Regions from separate parts of the Pan troglodytes genome. Here region 2 is linked to region 1. Evidence: chromatin contacts called from public HiChIP or PLAC-seq data. All regions are on one chromosome and are shown on one strand. The core of a region is the stretch at or near the end of the contact, and the rest is flanking DNA. Distances in the headings are between cores, read along the strand shown.

Region 1 (5,806 bases), core at 1,684-4,183:
GTTGAAATAATATTTTGGATATGTTAGGTTAAGTAAAATATATTATTAATATTAATTTCTTTTTAAACATGTTTTTACTTATTTATTTGGGTAGAGATGAGGTCTCCTTCTGTTGCCCTGGCTGGTCTCAAATGCCTAGCCTCAAGCTATCCTTCCACTTTGGCCTCCCAAAGTGCCAGGATTACAGGCATGAGCCACCACACCCAGTCACTTAATTTTAATTTCATGTGTTTCTTTTTACCTTTATAATAGGACCGCTAGGAAACATAAAATTATATATGTGCCGCTATGGACTGAATTGGGACCCCCTCAAATTCCTATGTTGAAGCCCTAACTCCCTATGATGTATTTGGAGATGGGGCCTGTGGGAGATCATTTGGTTTAGATGAGGTTATGAGGTGAGGCACCATGATGGGATTAGAGTTGTTATTGGAAGAGACATCAGCGTTTTCTCTCTCTCTCTCTCTCTCTCTCTCTCTCTCTCTCTCTCTCTCTCTCCCTCTCCCTCTCCCTGTCTCCCTCTCCCTCTCCCTCTCTCCTCTCTCTCTCTCTGCCATATGAGGACACAGTGAGAAGGCAGCCATCTATAAGCCAGAAAGAGGGCCCTCACCAGAAACCGACTATGCTGATACCCTGATCTTGGACTTCTAGTCTCCAGAACTATGAGAAAATAAATTTCTGTTTAAAGCCACTAAGTCTATGGTATTCTGTTCTGGCAGCCCAAACTGACCAAGACATGCGGTTTGTATTATATATTTCTGTTGGACAGCATTGGTCCAGATATCTGGGAACTCCTACATACCAGCCAGCCTTCTGGCACTTGTAACTTTCTGTATTGTGTCTGTGAGAGCACAGGCATGGTCTCCAGGCCAGTGTTTCCTCCCTAGCAGCTGCTCAATAAGCTTCTGGCAATTAAGTCATTTTCTTGGTTGTAAGAATATAAACAGTCTCTGGATAATGTATGTAAAAGAGGACCTCATTAAGAGAATATTGGGTAACAACTGGAATCTGCAGGGCAGAAGAACCAGGCTTGGAGGATATACTCAGGCAGACAGCAGTGTCCCAAATCCCACTGCAGACTAGTCTGGGGGTGACTCCACTGCTGCCCCAGAGAACCAGAGCTGGCTGTCCATTGGCAGAGTGGCGTGGGTATGTGCTTCCAGCCTCATTAGCTTCCAGTTCAGAGTTCAGTTGACTGAGTTTGAATCGGGGACTCTAGCTGCAAGAGAGGCTGGGGCTGGGAAGGTGAGCAATTGCTTTTGAGCTTTTTTTAAGTGGAGAGTTGGGTCTTATCATAAGCAGAAGATTTATTCCTTTAACATTGGAAGGGTCTTTAGATGCTGGGCTGCCACATAAGGATGGAACCCTTTCCTTGTGTTGTCTGAGACCTTGAAATTTTGACTGCAACACAGCAGAAGTTCCACCAAGACTCCTCAGCTGGAACTCCTCCAGGCGAGAGGCTCTTCAGATCTCCTTGTTCTTGGGAAGGATGAAGCAGAACAGTTGACATCATACATTCTAATGCTACAATTATAATTTCATGATGTCCTTTGAAAATTCTCGCATGTTATTTTAATGTGGAGACACAGGAGGGCACTCTAACCAACTAGCAATAAAACCTAAATGGTTTCATAGCCTTGGCAGTTAAAAAATAGATGTTGATTTGTTGAACCTGTAAAACACAGGTTTTTCATTTATTTATTTATTTATTTGCAAAGGAGTTTCACTCTTGTTGCCCAGGCTGGAGTGCAATGGTGCGATCTCGGCTCACCACAACCTCCGCCTCCCAGGTTCACGCGATTCTCCTGCCTCAGCCTCCCGAGTAGCTGGGATCATAGGGATGCGCCACCACGCCCAGCTAATTTTTTGTGTATTTTTAGTAGAGATGGAGTTTCTCCATGTTGGTCAGGCTGGTCTCGAACTTCTGACCTCAGGTGATCTGCCCACCTCGGCCTCCCAAAGTGTTGGGATTACAGGTGTGAGCCACTGCGCCCGGCCGGGTTTTTCTTTTTTTCTAGGCAGGATAACTAACTTTGCAGGACTACCTTCCAACAATACCCTGCAAAATACCCTAGCTTCCGTGGGGGTATCTCACCTATAACAAAGGCTCTCAAGACACACTCTCCACATTATCCAGTTAATGTTCTAGGGACCATGGCTATGAGCAACTCAGAACAGGGAAGGAGTTTTTTTCTTCTGATGTCCAGGCTGGAGTGTAGTGGTGTGATCATGGTACATTGCAGCCCTGAACTCCTGGGCTCAAGGACTCCTTCCGCCTCAGCCTCCCAAGTATTAATAGCTTGCACTACAGGTGTACCACCTTGCCTGGCTAATTTAAAAAAATTTTTTTTGGTAGAGATGAGTGTCTACGTTGCCAGGGTTAGGGAAGAGGACTTTTGACTACAGCTTACCCCCTGCCTCAGCCACTAGACCAGGTTGCCAAGAGCTCACATTTAAAGGTCAATTGGCCAAATTGAACCTAGAGCAGAGAAGAGAGACCTGGTTGTCTTGAGACTTTCTTCAAATCTGCAGCCTGTCCCCATGACTCAGTTTTCCCATCTGTAAAATGGAGATAACATTAGACCTATGTCTGTATAGTTTCCTCATGAAGAGAGAGACAGAGTGGGAACAACATATCTGGGGGTGATATTTACCATCGCATACAGACCATTGAGTTCTATACTAAAAAACTAAAGCCCGTCTGCGTCTTGTTAATGAATGATAGCACACGGGAGGGACAAAGCGTGCTCTGCTGGCAGCTGGAGTAACAAAAGTAATGAGGCGAGGTCGGAACAGGATCTGCTGGCTCCGGCTCGGTTTCCTCACACAGGTCTCTCCAGTTGGATCCTCGACGCTAGGGAGGAAGGGGCACGGGACTGCTGTGGGGGTTTTCCCTCCCCAGGCAGGGGCAGGACCTGTTCCGGGCGACTGCAGGGTTAAGGGTATCGTCTTAAAGAGCCGGATCCTCCCGGCTGGAGCGAGGCTGGATGGCGGGGCGCAGCCTCTCAGCCTCTCGCACCCGCCCTGCGTCCGCAGTGGTTGTTGGCGCAGCCGCCCCGTCGGTGTTCCGGGCTCAGTCCCCGCTCCCCAGCGCCAGACGCAGACTCCGGGCCAAGTTCTCCCTCCGCTCGCTGCTTTCTGCCCCAGGACCCGGATCAATAAAGGGAAGGAGAGCCGGGAGGAAATGATGGAGAACAGAGAGAAAGGAGATGCTTGATTTCACTCGCCAAGGAGTGAGTGCTCATCGGCAGACACTGGGCGCTGGCCACGCGTCTTAGACTCCAAATCTCGGCTCACTGGTCCCTTTGGGGAGGTCGCCTGGTGTTCCCGTAGCCCTCCACCCCACCATAGGAGAGCGCCTGCCACGAGCTCCGCGCCTCGCTAAGTGCTTTGCTACGTGAACTCTTAGTTTTCCCAACATCCCTAAGCCGCCGATACATTATCACCCACGTACTGCGGACGAGAGAACCGCCTCGGAGAAGCTGGCTGGCTCGCTTGGAGTTTTGCAGCTAGTGGCGGAGCGAGCATTCCGAGAAGGTACTGTGCGATCCTCCAGCGCCGGCCGCAGCTCACAGCCCCTTAGCTCCGCCGGGTTATTGTGCGGCCGCGCCTTCTGCACCTGTTGCGGCCCTCGCTAGGCGGGAAGGGAGGGAGAAGAGAAGGACAAAGGGGATGACCAGGTGGCTCTCCCCCGACGGACTCCCGGCCCAGGGAGCGGATAGACCACTCCCAGAGAGTGTGTGGCTTTGCGCCTTGGAGAGGATGCTCTCCTTCTCCAGGGATCGCGTCCCCAGCGGACGCAGGGTTTCAGGGAAATGTCCGCCTCCGCCACTTGGGATGGCAGTGGGGAGAGGAGGATCTGGGTGTCCGGAGGAGGGCAGTGGGAGAAAGCTGGAGCTGCTGGAGTCGCAGCTGCCTGCGGAGCGGGCCCGGGAGGAAGCGGGGCCGAGCGTGCGGCGTCCACGCGGTGAGTGTGCAGCGCTTTCATTCAAACTTTCTCCAGTCTCGGTTCGGGCGTCAGCAAGGTGTGACCAATCAGAGCCCAGAGACGGGAATAAATTATGCAAATCACCATCTGGCGATGGGTCAGATGACTCCCATACTTTTAAAAACTACCTCTATAGGAGCGTGACAGCAGCGAGCCCTTGCCTCCCGGCGGCTCAGGACGAGGGCAGATCTGGTTCTGGGGCAAGCCGTTGACACTCGCTCCCTGCCACCGCCCGGGCTCCGTGCCGCCAAGTTTTCATTTTCCACCTTCTCTGCCTCCAGTCCCCCAGCCCCTGGCCGAGAGAAGGGTCTTACCGGCCGGGATTGCTGGAAACACCAAGAGGTGGTTTTTGTTTTTTAAAACTCCTGTTTCTGGGGAGGGGGTGTGGCGGGGCAGGATGAGCAACTCCGTTCCTCTGCTCTGTTTCTGGAGCCTCTGCTATTGCTTTGCTGCGGGGAGCCCCGTACCTTTTGGTCCAGAGGGACGGCTGGAAGGTAACGTGCATTTGTTTTTATTCCCCCCAGCCACTTCTCTGTGCTGGGTCCCCTCTGTCTTGCTGATTCTTCAAACCCTCCTTGTTCCTATGAAATTCTTCCTTTCCCACTGCGCTGCCCATTCTCTCCTCCAATCCACCTTGGAGTCCACCTGTCTCTCTGCTGGTCTGATGGGGGCATCCCCGGCAAGTCATGCAAAAGGCAAAGGCTGGCAGGGTGCGCTGGCTCTTGCCAGCCCTCCCACCCCCACCTCCTTCCCTTATACGGCTCCCTAAGCCAGTGCTGGTGCTGTCCAGCCAGCCGAGCGGCCTGGCAGCAGCTCTGAAACCTTGTCCTCATGCCAGAACCTGGAGGTTTGAGAGGCAAGAAGGTTGTCAGAGCTGTGTCTCCTGGAGCTGCCTTTTAATCTTGGTGTAGGTGTCTTGAAAGTTCAGGTGGCAGGGTAGCTGGCTTTGGTTTGATTCGTGCTTGCAGGGAGCGTCTGGTGGGTCGCTTGTGCTTAGAAGCTGCCGGGCCTATTCCCCCAGGTTGCCAGCCTTTTCCTCTTCAACACTCCTGTGCTCCCCCGACTCTTCCTCTTCCCACTCCTCCTCCCTTTCCTCCGCCTGGCTTTTAGCTTCTCTTCCTCTTGGGTTCTGTATGGCAGCCTTTGCCAGTGGAGGCAGCTTGCCCTGGGGGAGCCAGAGTCAGTCAGCTCTGGGGGAATCAGAATCAGAGTGAGAACTAAGTCAGCTGATAAGCAGTGGAGGGCTGGGGAGCCTCTAAACGGAACCCCATCATCTCATCTTCTAGTCTGCTGAGGTTGTGCCAAATGGTCTGTGTGGGCTTGTGTATGTGTGGGAGGGTTACTGTGAATGAATGGAAAGCCTTGCTTTACTCAACCTGTTTCCAACTCTGGTGCTAACTAGAAGCATTGCCTAGGGCAGGTCTCATCTCTGGCTCCTCACCTGTAAAATGCTAAAGTTCCTTCTAACTTCTGTGTTCTGGGCCTCTGAGTATGTGTGAGTCATTTCCTTCATTGCAAAAAGTATTTACTGCATACCTACTTAGCGTTAGACACTATTCTGGGAGCAGGGGAGAGAGCAGTGGACAAAATAGATGGCAATCTGTGCCCTTGTGACACTTACATTTCAGTGGTGGGAAGACAGTGCACTGATTAAAATATCAGTGGTGCTCAGTATTATGGAGAAAAATCAAGCAGAGGAGGAAGGTGGGGCATGTTGGTGGGGGAAGGTGGTGGGATTTTATGATGTGGTCAGGGAAGGCCTTTCTGGAGAAGTTGACCATTGAGCAAAGAGCTGAAGGGGGTGAGAGAAGGAGCCAT
Region 2 (5,806 bases), core at 1,163-3,662, 250 kb after region 1:
TTAATCCTTAACAAAATTTAACTCAAATGTGTCCTTTTCCCTATAATCAGTCACATGCTCTTCTTTCTTCCCACCCATCCTGCAAACACTTGGTATGCTGCTTGAGAGAAGTTTATCTTTAATGATTCTAGCTGGCCTGTAACATCACTATTTCAAGCTCAAAGCTTGGGTTCTAGTCACAGCCACTAACTACCTGTGTTATTATACACAACCACTTTACCTCTCTCGACATGAGTGTCCTCCTAATTGCTACAATAAGGAAATGGAAAAAAATACGATCACTAGCTCTAACACTTCAGTAAATTGTACCAGAAATTTATAAACTTTATACTTCCTTAATACAGGTGTCAATGTGCATTTTTTTCCTTTTTGGGTTTATAGTATTTGTGAAATTTTCAAACAGGTCTGTATTATAAGAAAGGGTAAGAACCACTGATAAAATATTAAAATGATATCAGTAAAAATATTATTTCCTTTTTTAGAAGATAGCTCATGACAATGCACCTTTTAAATGAAGTGTAAATGCTTCGTCTAAAAAAAATTCACCACGCTGCTTTATGAAGTAAATGTAGTAAATTCAGTCAGGAAGGGCACTGGCAAATGAAATCCACGTTGCAGGAAACTGTAAACACTGCATTTGGTCCCAGAATACGGATTTTTCCCTTGATTTGTTCCCATGCCACTTTGGTTCTTCTGACTTTCAGATCCCCCTAACCAATGCTTAGCTGGCATCTCCACTTGGCTGCTTCACAGGCACCAAAAAGTTTTCTGCCTAAAACTGAATTCTCAATCCTTCTTTCCACATCTATTCCTTTCCCAATTTTCCTCACTCTGTAAGTGGCATCATCATGAACACGGTTCATCAAACCAGACACTTTTCATCATTCTCGACATTTCCTTCTTATATTTACTCCACCACATCCAATCCACTTTCTATCAAATCCACCTCCAAATCTATCTCAACTCATCCCTCCCCTTTTCTCCCCAATTACACTGCCCCACACGAGTCAAAGCCATCATTTGCTGCTCCCTGGACCTCTACAATAGATCCTTAAATGGTCTCTTCGCCATTACACAGACCGCCCCAAATTCGGACAGAGTGGAAATCAGATCCTGTCATTATCCCGCTTTAAATCCCTGTATTGCCTTCCACTGAATTTGGAACAAAACCCCACCTTCTTACAGAGCCCACAGGGCCCTGGAGCACCAAAATGCTTGGTTCTTAGATCCTGCCAAGCTTTTTCCTGTCTCAGGGCCTCGATATGTATTCCACCTCAATGTTTTCCGACTCGTACATCCTTAAAGTAAGATTCCATTGACTGTGCCCACTTGTTTTGAAAAGGGAGTTTATTACACAGTTGTTTTAAACAAGTTCATAACCCTAGAACTTAGGTATAGAGTGACCGCTCTAATCTAAAGCAACAGAAGGGAAATGGGAGCAGGGCAGGTCTTTCAGCAGAACACCAGCTACCATTTCTGCAGGCCTCTCCATCGATTCACCCGGGGAGCCCTGACCACCGAGGCCGAGCGGCGGGCTCCTGTGCGCAGCTGCCCCGCAGCAGGCGCCCGCGGCCTATGGCGCCGCCCCATTTTTTCTAATACTTGGATTCGAACTAGTGGGGTCACTGTTAGGCGAAGAAAGGAATGACCTCCAAGGTCACATGCAAGCAAACTTTGGTCTCAACTAAACAGGAAATTGCACCGAAATCGCTGTCGCTAGCGCCTTACAAGTAAGGGTTTTCTCCTTAACCCAAACAAGCCTTTCGGGCTGGGTTTTTATCACGTCCGCTCCAAAACCGAGGAGGTTGAGTGAACTTCACCCCACGACCCCGACTCTCCGCGGCGGCCGGAAGCGGAGGCCTGGCCTGGGGAGGGCAGGACCCCGAGGGGCGAGGAGAGGAGGAGGGGGCTGCGCTCACCTCGGAGCAGAGCCATGGCGGCGGCTGGGTCGTCGGCGGCGCGGGTCTGTGGTGTGGGGGACGCTGAGCGGCCGCTCGCAATCACCCAGATTTCAAGAGCGTGGGTGGCGCCCCGAGAGCCACGCCCCTGCCCTTTCACCTACTTCCTGGGGCTCCTTGGCGGGGTCCCAGCGTAAGATGGTCCTACCCCACGCGTAGCTGCCCGCCTCACCCCAGCCCGAGGGAGCCCAGGGGACGGGGCTCGGATAGACCACAACGCGCCTTGAGAGCGGACTCTTTCCTCACATCCTCGTTTTTAGATTTTCTCCGTTTCCAAACCGAGAGAATTTGGTTTGACACCTCTCACCCATCATATCCTAGCCCCGACAGGCGATGACTCTTCCCCTTTGTCTCCGCCAACACCCTAAACACTGGGCAGGAGCCAAGGGCTGAGGAACTTGGCGCGCGGGCGGCCGCGGCCGCCAGCTGGGGGCGGGACCGAACGTCCTGTGGGCGGGGCGCGGCGGCGGCGGCGGGATTGGCTGGGGCGGGCGGGTGCGCAGTCCGCTGGGCAGAGGCTTGGGCCGCCGAGCTGGACCCGGACCGGTTTTGGGTACTGTACTGGGGGCAGGGCAGAGAGGTGGGCGGCAGTTGGGGTGCGGTGAGTGTAGTAGGCTAGGGCGCTTTCGGGTCCCCATTGCAGCCCCCGGATGAGCCCGCAGTATTTTCCTTATATGATCAGGTCCCATTGCGGGCGGCGCCGCTTGCCCGGAGCCTGAGAGGATTATGAAAACGTGGCGAGCGAAATGGGGCCAGGGGACCTGGAGCAGGGGCGTGAGGAGAGTAGGCAGCGGGTGAGGCTGGACGGGAGGGAGGTCTAGGGAGGCCTCTGCCGCGGGCACTGTGAGTCCTGGCCGATGATGACGAGACCACTGCGCAATCTGAGTTCTGGGAACCAGGTGATGGAGTATGTTCTGAGAACAGACTGAGGCCGGGCAAGCAGGAGGCGGCCGGGGCAGGGGAGAGGCGGAGAGCCCCTCGATACCAGGGCTCGGAGGGCCGGGCTGCCTAGCGAGGGCTTCTTTTGAGTGCGTAGGGGTGGTGGGTGGCATGGACGGTTTCTCTGAGTCGTCAGCGAATGCCCCCCCTAGAATCCTGCTTTTCAAACACTTTGGTGACACTCTTGCAATGTTGGGGTGTTTTTAAATCCAAATTTGTATTATGAAAACTTTCAAACTTACAGAAAAGTGGGAAGACTTGTACAGTGGACACATATCGACCCAATTGTTAACATTTTGCTATATTGCTATCCACCTGTTCTTCCATCAAACCATCTTATCTTTTTAATGCAGACCTTAGTACTCTACACCCATGAACACATCAGCACACATTATTCATTTACAGTTCTTTTTAAGGCAAAATATCCACACAATCAAATGTACAAATCTTAGACAAGCTTCACAAATGCTCATGTATAGGCTGGGCGCCGTGGCTCACGCCTGTAATCCCAGCACTTTGGGAGGCCGAGGTGGGCGGATCACGAGGTCAGGAGATCGAGACCATCCTGGCTAACACGGTGAAACCTCATCTCTACTAAAAATACAAAACAATTAGCTGGGCGTGGTGGCGGGCGCCTGTAGTCCCAGCTGCCGGGGAGGCTGAGGCAGGAGAATGGTGTGAACCTGGGAGGCTGAGCTTGCAGTGAGCCGAGATCGCGCCACTGCACTCCAGCCTGGGTGACAGAGCAAGACTCCGTCTCAAAAAAAAAAAAAAAAAAAAAAAAAAAAGCTCATGTATAGAGTGTTCATTTTTGTACACAGTTTTCTATTCAATTTGCCTCCACATATTTAAGAAAGGTTAAGTATCACAACTTCCCACTGCAGATCACCATCAGTAGGTCTTTATAGATGTACTGTGTTTTCTCTAATTGGAAATGTCACTAATGAGTGGATTCTAACACCATTCAGTGAAAGGTTTACATATATTAAAACATGTAAATATATGAGAGAATATTGACATAGTCTCCAAGTCTCATGAAGAGGAAAGGGTACCTTTACAATGGATAAATCTTGCGGGTATTACTTCACCAAATTATGAAGTAATGGTGTCCCATCACCAATAAAGGGACAAACTGACGTCATGCGCTCCCCTTGCTACAGCAACAACACAATCTCACTTGCGTAGAATTTCTTCTGAAAACATCTGGCCTGAATCTAATTATAAGGAAACAATGAGACAAATCCACATGGAGGTACATTCCACAGAACAACTGACCCGAACTCTTTAAAAACATCAGTGTGGTGAAAAACAAAAAATGGCTAAAATAGGAATAGGGTTCACTCTGGATTGGGTACTGTCAGGAAGTAGGGACAAGTCTTTGGGTATCAGTACTATTCAGGGTTCTCCAGAGGGACAGAACTAATAGGACATATGTATATATGGAAGGGAGTTTAAGTCCAGGCCTGGTGGCTCACACCTGTAATCCCAGCACTTTGTGAGGCCGAGGCGGGTGGATCACGAGGTCAAGAGATAGAGACCAGCCTGGCCAACATGGTGAAACCCCGTCTCTTCTAAAAATACAAAAATTAGCTGGGCGTGGTGGCGTGCATCTGTAGTCCCAGCTACTTGGGAGGCTGAGGCAGGAGAATCACTTGAACCCAGGAGGCGGAGGTTGCAGTGAGCCAAGATCGTGCCACTGCACTCTAGCCTGGTGACAGAGCGAGACTCTGTGACCCCGTCTCAAAAAAAAAAAAAAAAAAAAGCAAAAGAAAGAAAGGAAGGGAGGGAGGGAAGGGAGGGAGGGGAGGGAGGGAGGGAGTTTATTAAGGAGAATTGACTCACAGGATCACAAGGTGAAGTCCCACAATAGGCCATCAGCAGGCTCAGCCAGGAATGGCTCAGTCTGGGTCCAAAAGCCTCAAAAGTAGGGAAGCCAACAGTGTAGTCTTCAGTCTGTGACCAAAGGGCGCCTGAGAGCTCCTGGCAAGCCATTGGTGTAAGTCCAAGGGTCCAAAGGCTGAAGAACCTGGAGTCTGATGTCCAAGGGCAGGAGGAATGGAAGGAGGCATCCAGCACAGGAGAAAGATGAAAGCCAGAAGACTCACCAAGCCAGCTTATCCCATCTTCTTCCACCCACTTTGTTCTAGCTGTGCTGGCAGCCAATTGCATGGTGCCCACCCACACTGAGGGTGGCTCTTCCTCTCCCAGGCCACCGACTCAAATGTTAATTTCCTCTGGCAACAACCTCACAGACCTACTCAGGAACAATACTTTACCAGCTATCTAGGCATCCTTCAATCAAGTTGACAACTAATATTAACCGTCACAGTATCATCTTATCCTGAAGGAGGGCTGATTAGAGCTAGGCTCAAGCTGCACCTGGGAAAGCAGCTACAGTCCCTCATATTACCTGGGACAGGGCATATTTGGTGTTATATGGTTTACACAGTGATCTTGTTTTTGTGCCTGGGCAAAATTACAGTCTTGTTTCATATCACTTTAGTGTAGTCACAGAGTGACCACATCTGATATTGGTGTTTTATAAGGTTGTTCATAGCAAAAGAACAACACGGCCCAACACAGAGGACCAGGCCAGCTTCTAGTATGACCCAGGCCTAGCTCTGAGTTTCAAATCAGTTCCTGGAAGTCAGTCTGCTTTTCTCTTTCTGAACTGTTATTAAGTGTATCTTGTATGAAATTTGCTTCTTTTCAAATGCGGTTTTCCTGTTGAGGCTTTGAAGCTAGGCCTAAACCTCTTTGAGAATGAGCTGAAGGCTTTCCTCAAGTGAGGGTATTCTTTGGTCAGCCACTCAAAAAGTGAATCCATCTTTAGATTGGAAGGTGGTTTCAAAAGTCAACTTTTCACTGCATAGTATACAGCAGGTCCCTACATAACATTGTTTCATTCA

What was found. HiChIP or PLAC-seq counts read pairs in DNA pulled down with a chosen protein or histone mark.
Region 2: a contact with region 1 is called in an H3K4me3 HiChIP or PLAC-seq map of stem cell-derived excitatory neurons, with 5 times the contacts expected there. The contact joins the promoter of ACAA2 here to the promoter of LIPG in region 1. A contact is called at or near these places in 1 of 7 Hi-C or Micro-C datasets (stem cell-derived neural progenitor cells), 1 of 1 datasets of contacts at active chromatin or transcription factors (stem cell-derived excitatory neurons) and 1 of 1 other capture datasets (stem cell-derived neural stem cells).

What each region holds. Positions count from the first base shown.
Region 1 is chr17:59,630,548-59,636,353 of NHGRI_mPanTro3-v2.0_pri, forward strand. LIPG (lipase G, endothelial type) reads left to right here and starts at 2,934. Exons shown (of 10, transcript XM_009433982.5): 1 at 2,934-3,967. The coding sequence starts at 3,673.
Region 2 is chr17:59,881,135-59,886,940 of NHGRI_mPanTro3-v2.0_pri, forward strand. ACAA2 (acetyl-CoA acyltransferase 2) reads right to left here and starts at 2,413. Exons shown (of 10, transcript XM_512127.7): 1 at 1,920-2,413. The coding sequence starts at 1,935. It also overlaps LOC112206299 and LOC112206295.